2 separate regions of the Sparus aurata genome follow, and region 1 is linked to region 2. A link is a contact called in public Hi-C data. All regions are on one chromosome and are shown on one strand. The core of a region is the stretch at or near the end of the contact, and the rest is flanking DNA. Distances in the headings are between cores, read along the strand shown.

Region 1 (4,495 bases), core at 874-3,373, 200 kb after region 2:
TTGGACCTCAACACCACGACCACCCGACCCTGAATGAACTTGACAGTGATTGTGATTGATGTTGGGAGTCTGACCTGCAGTGGGAGTCCACACCGGGATGTCGTCCAGTGGCACGGAGCTGGAAGTCCTGTAGTACTGACGCCTGTCCTTCACAGACAAAGACAGCAAGAAGTCTGAGAGATGATGGAGAGAGAGAACAGGCTGTGAATAATCTGTTTAGATTGACTTGAAAGAAACATTTTTGTTAAAGTTTCGGAACACAGGAACAAGGTATCTTCAGGTTGCCAGCCTGAAGAAAACTACATTTAATGAAGTTTAGGTCAAAAAATCTCCTTAAGAAACTCATGAACAGTAAAATTTCTACTGTGAGATTTGTGTATTTCAAGTTTGTTCAAGTAGAGATTTACATAATAAAGACAGCAACATTCTGTGTTAAGCCAATAAATCACTTGATCAACTGATTATGATTACTGATTTTATTTGTATTTATTCATTTATCCAGTTTATTTCTCAGGGACTGAGCATAACTACCAACATTACTGCAAGTATGCCAAACAGAAATCATGATGGAAGGCATGTCGTTTTCAGTAAAAGCGCGACAAAGACATGGGCAGCAACAAAATCAGAGCAAATTACAGAGCAAGAAAAAACAAACAATACAACGAGCCAACACAACAGAGCAAAAGACAAAAGTTACAGAACAGCTTTGCAAAAAATGACAGAAGCAAGGGCAGAAAAGTGCAAAAACAAACTGTCAGCAACAGGGTAAAAGTGAATACTGACAGACTGCCATATGATGACAAGAACCTAAGCTAATGTTGACAGGTTTATAAGCCATGTTTCTAGTCAAAACTTCCCAAATTCTATAATTTACTTTTTGTATTCTACAGTCTCAAATTAAAGGTGCACTGTGTAATTTGGGGGAAGGCATTCGGATTGGTCTGTTTTTTAATGCCAATAAACAAACTACCTCTGTTTTTCTGACTGAATAAACTGAGTAAGAAAAACTGATCTTAAAGGACAACACAACTTGATACTGTTGTACTTAGTTTATACTTGGCGGACCCTGCCACCTTCCTAGCTTGAAAACAGTGTTCTGGGGACCTTATATGTTGACTAACCGTACATAAGACATCACTTTTGGGATAGGTAGTTGATTGTAATGATCATTAGCTGCAGTCCAAATGTATGTATGCATGTTCTATATCATACATATTCTGTTTTACATCATGTTTTCGAATGCTATTGTGTATATATCATATAGTTAATGGTATGCTAACTGTGATTTGACATTACAGACGACAACATTACAACTATTTTAAGGTCTAGTATGTCTGTATGAATGTATTTGTGTTGCTGCTTTGTTGTGATGATTGTTTGATTTGACCAGTATCCATTTTAAAAGCACACAGGCTCCCTAACTGACAGCCGGACAGGTGTTTGTAGCCATGTAACGGCTCACAGGCTTCTCCTCCGTTTATTGATAAAGCACAGTGCAGGGCGGCTGCTGTCACGTTACATTAAACTCCTCTGGGCCTCTGTTGCACAGTCTCACCCTTGGTCTCCTTCCAGCCTCCCTCATCGGAGTTCAGGTTAACTTTGAGGGCCATGGCGGTGAGGGCTCCCGTGTGGAGAGACTGGACCAGCGCGACTGTGCCCACTCCGAGGGCGGCACCGAGGGCGACTTTACCCAGCCAGCCTCTCCTCCCCCTGGGTGAGGAGGCACCGTTCCCCTGGGTGGACTTCCAAAATGCTGCTGTCGCTGTTGTTGAGAACTTCTCGGCTCTGGCGGCACCGTTAATATGGCCGCGGACAGGACTTGTTGCTGGCTTCCCCCCGAGCTGGCGGCTCCCACTAGTTATAATGTGTTTGAACTTGACACCCGGGAAGGTAGCACGGATACTGGACACAGGGCCGGTGCACAGAGGGGCTCTGATGTATGAAAATAGAGCTGATATTTGCAGTGCCATGCCTGAGTGACGCCGAGGGGACTAAACAGATCGTGCTGCAGCAACTCAAATGTCACCGAGTCAGCCACGCCGTGGTTCGGTTTCGTTTTGGACTAGAAGCACACACCTCTATCATTAAACGCTCTCATGTGCCATATTTGTTTTGGACGATGACGTGTGGAATGTACCATTTACAAGGGGTGCTACGTGACTGCTGCTGAACGACGACAGGCTTTTTAAAGTTTAGATAGTTCCTAATATGGTGTAAATTACCGGCGTATTTACTTAACTTTATCACTAATGAGAAGGATATGTTGCGGTGTTACCAGCGTTTCTACGTTTCAGTCTCAACTCTGAGTGTAAACCCCCACTGAGATGACATGGGGAAGCCGAAGCGAATGACCACCAGCTTACGCATCCTTCAGGACTGTCGGAAATATTAGAATTAAAAAATGAAGGCACACCGGCCGAACAAAAATACTACTGGACTAAATGTTTATTTATTTATTTATTTACATAGTTAGTTAGCGATGTATGGATATTAAAGTGCTTCTCTTGATTGTTTGTTCTGTAACACATCAGAATTTTTATTTTGTGTTTTTATGACACATGTGATTTGACCTTTTTGCATATCCATGCACACGCATATATGCACCAGTATCCCTAACTAATGTTGAGGTCATTTTTAAATGCCACAATATGCTAGTGGGCTAAATATAGCCAGCTAGTGGGGAGATAAAACATAAGCCATCTGTAGTAAACAGGACATGTGTGGGAAAATATATAAAACCAAGCATTTTACAGCACTAATTGATATACCATACAGTAGGCTTATTAGCACACACTGTAGAAAAAAGCCCCACCGAAGGCTGCATAACTGTGGTAGCCCCTAGCTGTTTGTAGGCCTACATCTGATTGTGTGGAAAAATGTGGCCATACATGTAGATCAAGGGCATTCAGATCACCATTTAAAGGTAGAATTATTTTCCCCAGATGAAACTAGTGGAAGTTGATCTGGACTTGTAACAGTGACACAAGCTTTGTGCCTTTTTGTTTTAATTGAGCCAAATAATTATCTATTACTATTATGTTGTAAATCCTTAAACCTGCTGCCATCTTTAGAGGGATATTATCAATTTGTTGGCTCTCATTGCTTTATATTTGGCTAAATATTCTTTACTCAGCCTCTGAGGCATAAACTCTGACACAGCTGTCAGCTGCTAAAATGCAGCATTACTAACCCACACCCAGCTACTCATTGCTGATCTTGCAAAATACAAAAGATGATCAATAATCTAACTGTTGCTCGTGTGCTTACAGTTCTCGAAAAAAGGAAAAGGGAGAAGAAAGACAAAGAGAGGAGAGTGATAATGTGCGTCTGTTCATTTTACATTTCATATCTCTCATCCAAATAGGCTGCATGCCCTTGCACACACACATTGCCAAATATGCATCACTCACACAGCCTGTCACTCAAATCATGAAACCCTTTTCACATTTCCGGCTGGCGGAAGCTGACAAAAAAAAAAAGGAACAAGCCTTTCTTGACAAAAGTGACACAAGCAGCGACGACAGACCACAACCTGCCCAGCCCGAGAGAGAGGAAACTACTGCAAATTTTCTCAGAAAAACAACTGGGAAACTTCTCCACCGATCTGACAGAGGCCCAGGAGTTCCCCAATCTAAATTTCTCAAAACCTTGGACCAAGGAGACTAACGGTACTGTCTGTCAGAGTGTGAGTGTGTGTGTGAGTGTTTGTGACAACGTGAGAGAAAGGGAGAAAGCATGAAGGCCAAGAGTTCAGGCAAGGTGTATGTGTGAGGCTTTTGTATTAAATATGTAGATGTGAGGTCGATCATTGGGTCACATCAGGTGAACTGGTCACAGGTCAGAACTTATATTCAGAAACATGCAGAAAAATAAAGTTTAGGCTTCCAAAGGAGGTAAAGTGTGGTGCAAGCATGTCATCTGTTCATTGTTGTCTAACCGTCAATGGTATATTCCTTGAAAATACAGAAACATGGACGAAAGACAGACATTTTAATCCTATAAGAAGATATATTTAAGGTGGATTTACACTTTCATACACATGCAGTTAGTTGCTGTATCGGCATTGGATGAACATTCACCCTGGGCGGGTCAGAAAGCGGAAGCCTGTGTCCCTGGTGATAGTTCAAGTCAGAAACAGGAAGTAAATCCATCAAACTGGACAAGTTGCCAGAATCAACTCACTCATCCAGTGTGTGTGTGTGTGTGTGTGTGTGTGTGTGTGTGTGTGTGTGTGTGTGTGTGTGTCTGTGTGTGTGTGTGTGTGTGTGTGTGTGTGCGTGTGTGTGTGTGTGTGTGTGTGCCAGTGCTACTCAGTATCATGTGATATTGAAACATGAGTTAGAGCCTTTTTTTCCTCACAGCTGATTGTCTAAATTATGATCAACGGGTTGTTGTTGTTTTTCATTTACTATCTTCAATGTCCTGGGGAACTGAAGTGAGCTATCAAGTTACCAACAGCTATAAAATACATTTTTTTAAAGCAACATTATGTCAC
Region 2 (4,915 bases), core at 1,069-3,568:
AAGTTAGTTATCTACTTTTTCTGCTTTAGTTTAAATGTATCACACTATGATAGTAGTATGAGAGTAGCGAGGTGGAGAAAGTGTAAAGAGTGTTTGCAGTTAATGAAGAGTGAAAAGGTAACCAGATGAATAAAAGACCCACAAGTCATAACATCTGTGCTGGATTATTGCCACGGTAATATGATATGTGTATTATTAACACAAGTTAGTATATCATTTTTTAAAATATCATGTTTGTTATATAGCAGCAGCCTACTTCAAAAACATTACCTATAATATTTCAATGATTGAAGGGTCACTGAGTAGTTTTGCAGATTAAATGCAAACTAATGATTTGAATATTTACAATATTAATGAGGTAATAAAACGCTGTTCCCAGAGGAAAATAAGGTCCCACGGCCAGAACAAGCTGCAAAGGTGGCAGGGTCCGCCACGTATAAACAAAGTAGAACAGTATGAAATTGCGCTGTCCTCTAAGATCGGTTTGTTTATTCAATTATTCAGTCGTGAAGCGTTTTTTAATTCAGTTTGTTTTGGCATAAAATTCCGCCACTGAAGAACCTTTTTCTTCTGATTTAAAAAATTTCCTCGGCAAAAACTAGAACAACTTTAATGTGCAATACAGCAGCGGCTGGGCACAGAAAGTTTGTAACTGCAGTTAGTTTTCTTTAAAAGTAGCAACATTCAGCTTTTCCTCCTGAATAACAACAACAATCATTTAGTCTTTAATAGAAATGGATCTCCAGCTGACCTTCCTTTAACTGCGTGACCACGTGACTGTTGGCAGACAGAACTGTATATTGATAGCAAAGCTTGAAAGGGAAGCAGTGCAGACACTGATGGTTTCATTATTCTAACTCCATTACACTATGCCATCAACAGGCAGAAAACCGTCTATTGTCAGTTAAAGCAACTGCAACAAAAAAAGTAGACTACGTCTTTTGTTGTCACTAATAACAGTCAGTTCTTAATATTTAATGTTGCCAGTAATTAAAGGATAAGGTCACCCAAAAATGAAAATTCAATCACAAAATGGCTCCGCACAGCCTTTCCTAAGTAATCCAAGTCTCCAGAAGCCCAATGATGTCAAATTGGTTTGTAAAGATGCTATTTACAACTTCTTAAGCAGTAAGCTTCACTGTAGCTGCTCAGCAAAAAATGGGTGTACGAGCTCGACCGGGTGTCCAGGCTGCATATAACCTCTTTTCAAATCGGGGCCTGTGCATTGTCTCCTTCAGTCGTTTGGGGACAACGCTGGGACGCTGTTTTGAAGTGAAGCTCAAAAAATGTTTTGTGGACTGCGAAACTTCACCCAACTTAAGTAGATAAAGACTAAATGTTGTTTTTTGGGGGTCTCTGGGTCTGTCTTGGGTGACAATTATGTTGTTTTTGTGCTCAGTTGTGTGTAAGAACTGACTATGAGTGGTCATGTTATCAGTGACTTGAATATCATTGTTTTGTAGCCGTTGTTTAAGTAAACGAACTGTGGTATCTAACTCTCCAACTATTGATCATCTGTGTGCTCAAGTGGTTTTCTCTGGCTGTAACACAGCACAACATAATATAAATAAACAACTATAAACCCATATCCTGAACAGAATGAGTCTTTACAAAATGACTAATACTGTTCTGCAGGTACAGAGATATGTGTTCATGTAACAGGAAGTGCCTCACCAAAATAAAACAACTTCCCCTAGTGATGTTGTTACGGAAATAATGATGTAATGCATTCTTAAATGGGCAGATAGGAACTTTGTGTTTTATCTTTAACCACCAGAGGTCGCTGTTGCACAGTGCTTGAATTTGGATTTGAATACGTTTTTAATACTGGCAACACTACATCCCTGAGACGTTTAATAACTGCAATAACTCCAGTCGTCGTGTTCATGAGAAAACCAGTAAGTTATTGAGCTGAAATAACTCTGTGGGGCCGCGTGGGCTTCTTATGCAAATAACCCGCTCCACAAAGAAATCAAACTGTAATTCACATCATGCAGAAACGTGTTTTGAGGCATGTCATATGTCAAATAAATGTATTTCCACATTCATGTACATATGAAAAATACCGGATATAAAAAAGGTGATATTAACGAGGCACAACATCGTCAATCCCCGTTGGCCCGCACCAAACTCCATTCACTTTTCGTCATTTTTTGTTTATGTTCAGTCTCCTGGGCTACTATCTGTTAAAATACCCGTGTAGGCCGACGTCAGCCGACGTGTTGAGGGCGTGTGTTAATGTCGGCTGGGGAAAAAAAAAAGAAGCAACATGTGCGTTTAGTAAATTCCGGTGTGGTTTTGCAATGAAACTGACACACAGTCAGAGAGAGGAAGAGGCAGGGAGGAGGAGGGGAAGGGCCGCACAAATGTCAAACTACTTCACTTGACACAAGATGGATTCTCTCTCTTTGATTCATTGCTTGCATGGCGTTGATAATACTCTTTAATTAGCTGCCTTCTGTAGAGTTTCACAGCTCTCCTGACACAACAATGGACTCTAACATTATGGAGATAATAGAGGAATTCATGGAAAGTGCGTTGGCGCAATGGGTACGTCATTTATCATTTATCACTCTCAGTTAGTGGAAAGGTCATCTTTTCTACAGGCACAGAGGAGGGAATCAAACAGTGTTAAATCTGTAGAAATGAGCCTCGGACTGGGGCTTATTCTGAAGTGGGCTCTATTATTTTACAGTCACAAACACTCAGTGTCTTTTACGGCTTCTTTTTCTGTTCCATTTACTTTAATACATACAAAAGGGAGAGCAGGGTAAACAGCTAAAAAGCCTAGATAAAGCCTTCTTGCTATTGTGTTCAACAAAACAAACCCTCACTTCTCCTTTTGGCAGCTTCCCTCGCCTCTCAGTGGCCAACTTTTTTTTTTCCTGTCCTAGCCCTGAAACTTCCGCGTCCTTGGGCCGTCTCTCACTTGAAACTAATACAAAGTCATGTGCCATGTATAAAAGGGAAAACAATCCCTTAAATATGTTGAGGATTTGTTGGGTTTGTAACAGACTGGATTTCCAGCTGGGTTTTCCACATGGGAAACCAATCAGCCCGAGGGGATTTTTTTTTTTTTCTCTCTCTCCCTCTTCTGGTCAATGAGCAGTATTTATGATATAATGTGATACTGTACTGAACCTTGAAGGGTACTCTTTAATGGTGCCCTCTTCCAAAGAGGGGGTCAGAGGTGAGGTTCAACAGGATGCCCGCAGCTGGCTCAAGGGCGCTTCAGCAGGGCGGTTATTCACTGACACGAGAGCTTTCACCCTGCTTCACATATGCTGAAGGACGTCCACTGGTGCCGCTCTCTCTGTTTATCCTGTCGCGCCGGGTCTCGAGCTGCTCTGCCTCACCTTATCATACTGAACCAACTCGAAGCTCGTTACTCTGTTTACCGACAGTGCAGTTTTTTTAGAAGGTGCAGGTGGGAATAAGCCTCATTATATTGCAGTTTGCATTGGCACGGCTCTTCTTAGCACAGAGAGGGAGAGACCTTGGCTCCAGTCCTGCTTGGCTGCCTGTCACTGTGAAGTGCTTCCCAGTGTGAGAGCACAGATTCCACCTGTCCAGACAGGTGCACCAACTCAAGTGGCTTCCTGTGTGAAAAATGTTTGAACCTCTCCATCCCCCCTCCTTGTCTCTTCCTCTCTCTCCCTGTACCTGCTCTCTGCTCCTGTCTCTGTCTCCGTCGTCCTCGTCAAGGAACTTGAAAAACGATGGAACAGCCATTACGTCACAAAATCTTGCTCTGGCGCCAGACTGTGGTGACAGTCTCCGGGAGGAACACACTAAAACCTAGCATATCTACGTGGAACGACATCTGATGAAGAGATGCCTCCAGAAAATAAAGGAACACACCTCTATTCATTTGATTTCTCTTTTGGGAATAGCTCCTTTTTTCGCAGGGTTATTGCAGGGTCATTTGGTTTGGTCACGATATTTTCAGCCCTGTCAGTCATTTGGAAAAAGAAATCAGTAGTTCACCTTCTCTCTGAAGTGCGCTCTGTTATTTTCTGGAGGTTTTTCATCTTCAGAAGTCATATGGAGTAGATATCTTGTGTTTTTCTCCATGCATCTCCCATAGGCTTCAATACAGCTGTCACCACAGTCTGGCACCAGAGCAAGGTTCAGTGACATAGCGACCCCTCCTTCTTCTCTGGTTTCCTTGGTACACACTCATGCTTTTCTCCCCCCGTCTCCTTCAGGTTCAGCTGTTTGACAAGATGGTGGAGAGAGAGGACGGCGTCCTGCTCTACAGCCAGTACATGGAAGTGAACTCAGTTTCCCAGAGTGCCCGGGACCGCTACATGAGGCTGACCAATGGGATTTTCCTCAATGAGGTCATGCGGGTCATGTAAGATTGATCAAGATTTCCTTGCTTCATTGACTCGCTGTTATGCACCGGCTGTGGTGGAAGTGGTGACTAGACAAGGGCGGACAAGAACAAATGTGATGAACGTGTGAGGGCGTTTCCTAGTCAATCAGTCATGCAGAATTACAAATTAGAAATTTGAAAGTGCTTATTTTAAGATATTTGTGGTAATATCTAATGTCGAAAACAGAAAAATACATTTGTTAAACCTTGAAGTTAGTTGCAAAAAGGCCCACTTTTGAGTGAGGAACCATTTTATGTCATAATATAGTTCAACAGGAATAAGACAACCTTTCAGTTTCCTCCCTCACATTGTTTAGCTGTGATATTCCTGTTGCCACTGCTTTTACGATCACGTTAGCAGCATGGCTACCGCTAGCAGTCTGACTTCTGTCCAAAGCCAAAAACAAAAAAAAGCTGTAAGAATCTCAATTTGGCCTTGAGATCACAATCTATGTGCCGTAGAAAACAAAAGGGCAGAGTTAAAGCCTCGGTTGTTTTGATCGGTTTGTTACAAAACAATCTAGTAGAAAGAACACT

What was found. A called contact is a pair of places that touch in the nucleus more often than the background predicts.
Region 1: a contact with region 2 is called in a Hi-C map of skeletal muscle, with 9 times the contacts expected there. The contact joins the promoter of macrod1 here to the promoter of ccdc88b in region 2. A contact is called at or near these places in 2 of 2 Hi-C or Micro-C datasets (skeletal muscle and an unstated tissue).

What each region holds. Positions count from the first base shown.
Region 1 is chr18:28,111,061-28,115,555 of fSpaAur1.1, forward strand. macrod1 (mono-ADP ribosylhydrolase 1) reads right to left here and starts at 2,124. Exons shown (of 11, transcript XM_030395996.1): 1 at 1,556-2,124; 2 at 75-173. The coding sequence starts at 1,970. fermt3b (FERM domain containing kindlin 3b) reads left to right here and starts at 3,510. Exons shown (of 15, transcript XM_030396371.1): 1 at 3,510-3,668. It overlaps LOC115568588 (a long non-coding RNA gene), which reads left to right. Exons shown (of 2, transcript XR_003981428.1): 2 at 1-461.
Region 2 is chr18:27,906,457-27,911,371 of fSpaAur1.1, forward strand. It overlaps ccdc88b (coiled-coil domain containing 88B), which reads left to right and starts at 2,319. Exons shown (of 28, transcript XM_030397163.1): 1 at 2,319-2,550; 2 at 4,209-4,357. The coding sequence starts at 2,491.